Linked DNA regions of Zea mays: region 1 is linked to region 2. The links are chromatin contacts, called in public Hi-C maps. All regions are on one chromosome and are shown on one strand. Each heading gives the region's core, a stretch centred on a gene start, on an enhancer-like site or on the middle of the called end of the contact. The rest is flanking DNA. Distances are from core to core; before and after follow the strand shown. Region 1 holds the start of LOC100283707. Region 2 holds the start of LOC100277419.

Region 1 (2,813 bases), core at 40-2,539, 130 kb before region 2:
AAAATTCATAAGTCATACGAGGCATCCGTCTCGAGCATTATGGGCAGGGATCCAGTGTCCCCCAAAGTAAACTTCTCTTTCCATTCAACGAGACAATTTTTCTACTTAATGCATGTAATATGTACTACCTATGTACCCAAAAATCCATCTCTTCCCTTTAGCTAAAAGATACTTAAGATCGCCAACAGTGGGACAACGATTATACATACTTGTCACCAAAACATGAAACAACACCATTATAGAATTGCTCAAGACTCTCTAAGATCATATGTTTCCTTATTTTAATATATTTATTGATGGAGTTAGCAACATTATTGTAGGCGAGCATGTAGAGGGAAGCGATGTATTTTTGGCGAGGGAAGAAACCACTGTGTTTGAGTTCATGACTCTACGAGTGAATTAGGGGGAATGGTCACCTAATCTGTCAAAGATTTATAGAAAGAGTCTGCATGTGGTGCATTCGACGAAAGTAGAGTGAATGATAGATCCACAAGTTATTGAAGTAATCTCACATCAGCTGATTGTGGGTGGCTTTATGATCCTGGTCGATGTAGCTCCACTGCTCTTCACCTCCCTATCGTTGAATACTCGGAGGCAAGCTTCACACCGCTGTATCTATCATAGTTTGATGCAATATATAGAATATCTAGTCTTCATCTATTTGAATGCTAGAGGCCGCGGATGACATGGAAGAATTTTTTTTGGAGTGAAAGGGTAGTGAGAGGAATGAAACAAAGGAGCAAAATAGAGAGTGAAAAGCGTGATTGAATCCAAACATCCCTCTATTTGTAGACCTAATTTTAATATTTTTTGAATTGTTTTTGTAATCCCACTAGCTAATAGATGGATGAACTGTACTCCTATGGAGAATACTCCCGCTTCTCTGTGACAACTGCCCACCTCTGGGAGTAAACAACTGTAAATGAAGCGATATCCGATCTCACGCTATCTCGTAACGGGCTGAACTGAAAATCACAATCCAATACATTTCCATGAACCTAAACGCGTCGTTAGATCTACTCTATTAATTTTACCAGCTAATAACTACGGTAGTCTTTAATTTTAGTCGGCTACTATAGCTGCATCCAATGCTAACCGTAGGGGCAATCGTCGGCCCAAACCAAAACATTTGCCCAGTGGCTGCCACACCCACACCTCATCCTGAGCTGCTGCAGCACCTGCAAAGCTCTGCAAGCATCCAGCACAGGCCACACTGGCCACCTCTCTCTCACTCTCTTCACTCCCACAGCCGCAGTTTATATAAAGCAAAAGCGGAGGAGAGCAACGCGCCACACAAGCAAAGAACTTGGCCCCGCCTCCCGTCTCTTACCGCACATGCGCGTCGGGCCGCGTCGACATAGCTGCTTGCCGCCGACACCCGCAGCCGCAATGGCCGTCGCCCACGCGCCGCCGCGCCGGGGCGTGCTCCCCCTCCTGCTCGTCGCCGCGCTCGTGGCGGCGTTGCCGGCCACCTGCGCCGCGGCCAGGAGCAAGAAGTCGTACACGGCCATCTTCAGCTTCGGGGACTCGCTCTCCGACGCCGGCAACCTCATCGTCAACGGCACGCCCAAGGCGCTCACCACCGCGCGCCCTCCCTACGGGATGACCTTCTTCCGCAAGCCCACCGGCCGCTGCTCCAACGGCCGCCTCGTCGTCGACTTCCTGGGTACTGCACTGTACCCTAGTAGTAGTTCGTTCCAACACCGGCAGCTGTTTTTATTTCGCTTCCGTGACTAATTTTTCCCAACTGCTTGTACTTATTTTTGTGGTCTCTGGGATATCTAATTCAAACGTCTCCGTCGCTAAAACTTTTTGATTTGAGTGTCAAGAGGAGCCTGCTATGACTTGGGTGGTCAAGATGAAATTGACCTGTTCTTTTCTTTTTATTAAACAAAAAGTTTGGTAGAGCAAACCTAAAATTTGTTTGTTAAATTTTAGAAAAAGGGAAAAACAAAGATGAGGTGACTAGTGACTACTAAATTTGTTTGTAAGAGTCCCATTTCTTTGCTCTCAGCTCTTCATTTCTCTGTGGTGCTACCCTTTTAATCAGGCGAGGGCGAGGGCGAGGTCAAAAGGGGTTGATTTTTTCCGACCTTCCTTTATAAAAAGATGGAAACGAGTGGTAGAAAACTGGTGGTAAAAAGGGTTGCTGCTTTGCCGCGCTGTGAATCGTTGCCGTCTCCGCTCTGCTGCTAGAGTTTTAGCAGAGTACTGATGCGAATTAAAGTCTCTTCTTTCCCTTTTGTGATGGGAACCTTTGGCCAATTATGCAGCCGAGCATTTCGGGCTGCCACTGCCGCCACCGTCGCAGGCCAAGGGCAAGGACTTCAAGAAGGGCGCCAACTTCGCCATCACCGGCGCGACGGCCCTGGAGTACTCCTTCTTCAAGGCGCACGGCATCGACCAGCGCATCTGGAACACCGGCTCCATCAACACCCAGATCGGCTGGCTCCAGGACATGAAGCCGTCCCTCTGTAAATCGGAGCAAGGTCCGGCCCCAATCTCACCCGCACTGAATGTTCTCGAAAATTTTGCAGTGGATCACCGAATGTTGGTTGCAGACTGCAAGGATTACTTCAGCAAATCCCTGTTCGTCGTCGGGGAGTTCGGGGGCAACGACTACAACGCGCCGCTCTTCTCCGGCGTCCCATTTTCTGATGTCAAGACTTACGTGCCCCTTGTTGCAAAGGCTATCGCCAATGGCGTTGAGGTAGCATTTCTCAACTATGAGTCTCAAATTCACTAGTAGATGATTGACCCTTACATTTCATCATACACCATTCTGCATATACATTGATGATGCAGCAGTAGAG
Region 2 (2,972 bases), core at 356-2,855:
ATGCATGCTCTTTTTATGATGCAAATATGGTACATAAAATAACGAGATCCAATATAGTATCACTGTATACATTTTGGGTATTACACGAAGTGACCGCAGTCACTTCGCCCCTTTACTGATCGTTCTGACAGGAAAACAACGCTATTCACCCCGTTTCGACTACTGTGCCAACCACGAGGGTAAAACTGACAATAGTAAGTCACGACCTCCCCCGAGTTCAGCCTCGGGCGCAACAGTGAGCTCCGCCTCGCCCGACCTCAGGCCTTGGCCTCAGCCTCGGCCTCGGGAAAAGGTCTTCGCCTCGCCCGACCCCAGGCCTCGGCCTCGGGAGGAGTCACAACCTCGCCCGACCTCAGCCTTGGCCTCAGGAGAAGTCTCCGCCTCGCCCGACCTCGGCCTCGGACCGACTATGCTACAAGGATACATCATTACCCTACCGCTAGCTAGCCACCCCTCGCTACGAAGGGACAAGACCGGAGTCACATCAAATTACTCCGATAGTAGGTAATGATGGTTCCCCGCGTGCGACCATGGCGTCGATGGCTCTCAGCTCCTTACGGAAGCAATGAAACGTCAGCAGGACCCCGGGCCGCACCGTCAGCTACGCTTCTACGGGGCTCAAGCGCTCCTCCGACGGCCACGTTAGCACGGGTACAGGGCTCAAGGCACTTCTCCGCCAGCCACGTTAGCACATAGCTACACCCCCGTTGTACAACTGGGCCATCTCCTTGTATCTATAAAAGAAGATGTCCAGGGCCTTCCTAAGGCACGCAGACACAGGGACGCAGAGAGGGCAAAAAGGCAGGCGAGCAGAGGCAGGCATAGTAGGAGAGACGCGGTGGAGGCAAACTCAAACAGCTCACCCCAAGGCCATACTCTCTCTTTCTCTCTCGCTCTCGCTCTCGCTCTCGCTCTCTCGCAACGCTTGTAACCCCTACTACGAGCACCCCGGTGCAAGATAATATAAGCCTCATCCTTCCGCTTGTGTTCCATCTTGCATCAACCCATCTGGGCAGGGACACGCAGCGACAAATTCACTGGTCGGTTGACGGTCCTCGCGGGTCCGAAACGCCGACAGTGTTAAACACTTAAAATATGATTTTCAGTGTTATATATATTTTTATGTACATAGATCTTTGTATTTAGGGCGTGTTTGGCATGGTTTCAGAGTAAAACTCCAAGGAGGAGCTGGCCAGGGCATGTCAAACACCCGAACTCCAGAGTTGTAAACTCTATGGAGTTTTTGGAGCTACAATACAATTTTTTGGAGTGCCTCTTTTGCTGCTCCGAAAGCTCAAAAAAAGCAATCTGGTTATAGAGTTTAGAGTTATTTACCCGCCACCGCCACCGATTATGAGAAACAATCTAAACTCTGGAGCAGAGCTGTTCCACCCAGAGTTTTAGAGTAGAGCTACTCTGGAGTGAAGCAGAGTCATGCCAAAAATGCTCTTAGTTATGTAGCTTACGAGCCTAACGACCTAGCTCGAGCTTTCTAATGAGCCGTACCGAACCAAATGTTTAGCTCGTTTGTATAACGAGCCAAACCGACCGTTACATTAATAAGACATAACAAGCCGAACCATAACGAGTCGATCTGACTCGATATCTACCCTTGCCTACACGCGTGCGCGTGTGTGTGAATAGCGCTTCATGGAGTCGCGAGAAGACCCGTGTGGTCGTTGGATTCTGGAAAACCACTCGTTGCTTCTGGAACACCACCGCGAAAGCAAAGGAATAACGAGCCGAGGAAATGGCCACGCGGTCACTCACCTCCGCACTTCCGCTCTCCAGAACCCCGCGCGTCCCCTCGCATCGTCCCTCTCTCCGCCGACTCCAAACCCTAACCCGCGCGCTTACCTCCTCGTCCCCTCAGGCCATGGCGTCGTCCCCTACCCCCAAGAAGGCAAGTGCCGCCCTCGACCTTCAGCTCTCAGCTTCTTGCCCACTGCACTGCGTCCTAATTGGTGACGGGGAACGAACGGCTGATTGATTTGGTTGCTCCCGCAGGTGCTGGTCCCGATCGCGAATGGGACGGAGCCGATGGAGGCGGTCATCACCATCGACGTGCTCCGGCGCGCGGGGGCCGATGTCGCCGTCGCTTCCGTCGAGCCGGGGGCGACGTCCGTAGCTGCCTCATGGGGCATCAAGCTTACCGCCGACGCGCTCCTCGCCGACCTCGCGGACGATGAGTTCGATCTCATCTCTCTACCGGTGAGTCTTTTTTTTTTTGATTTCCCAAAATGGAACCGATTTGGAACCTGTTGTGCTGCACTGCTAACAGGACACTTTGTTTTTTTTTGAGTGTGGAATCATGGGATAAAAATGTTGAAATGTGGCTAGCTCACAAGACCGAACTTGAGGATAATATCATCAAAGTCATGAAACAGGTCTCCTAGGATGGAATTTGTGTTCAGGATGAGCTGCGTCTTCTGAATGTAAATGATGATATATAATCAGTTAAATATTATAATCTGATAAGCATGATAAACAGATAAATACTGTTGGATCCTTTTCTTTTGGTATGGTGTTCCCAGAACCCAAGATTCAAACTTGTTAATCTTTGACTAACGCTTAATTCAAGAATTTAAACGTTATACCATACTAATTTGATATCAATGGATTCATATTTGAGAAAGCTTTCAGATGACGTGAAATTCATAGTCATAAACATAAAACATTGTGATTAAGGCGAGGCATGGCGACCCACCCCTTCCAGATGCCTAGGCGAATAAGGCATTCGGTGAGATGACGCCATACACATACACCTTCACCTACAGTAGAGCTGGACAAAGGTTCATTGATACACACCTTTTTGCTGCCAATTTTAGAGTCTATGCACAAGTAGCTACCACCCACTAGGCAGAGCAGTTTATACCTTATCCAATTAGCCAAGCACAAGCAGCATACCACATCACAGGAGTATATCCATATTCAAATCCAATATCCAAAGCATAAGCAAATATGCAATATAG

Evidence for each region. Hi-C and Micro-C count contacts between places; a contact is called where the count stands out from the background.
Region 1: a Hi-C map of tassel shows a contact between it and region 2, with 3 times the contacts expected there. The contact joins the promoter of LOC100283707 here to the promoter of LOC100277419 in region 2. A contact is called at or near these places in 7 of 25 Hi-C or Micro-C datasets (bundle sheath, ear, leaf and 1 more).

Annotation. Positions count from the first base shown.
Region 1 is chr9:68,068,952-68,071,764 of Zm-B73-REFERENCE-NAM-5.0, reverse strand. It overlaps LOC100283707, which reads left to right and starts at 1,289. Exons shown (of 5, transcript NM_001156606.2): 1 at 1,289-1,666; 2 at 2,274-2,489; 3 at 2,562-2,710. The coding sequence starts at 1,336.
Region 2 is chr9:67,940,070-67,943,041 of Zm-B73-REFERENCE-NAM-5.0, reverse strand. It overlaps LOC100277419, which reads left to right and starts at 1,605. Exons shown (of 8, transcript NM_001150984.2): 1 at 1,605-1,903; 2 at 2,008-2,211. The coding sequence starts at 1,751.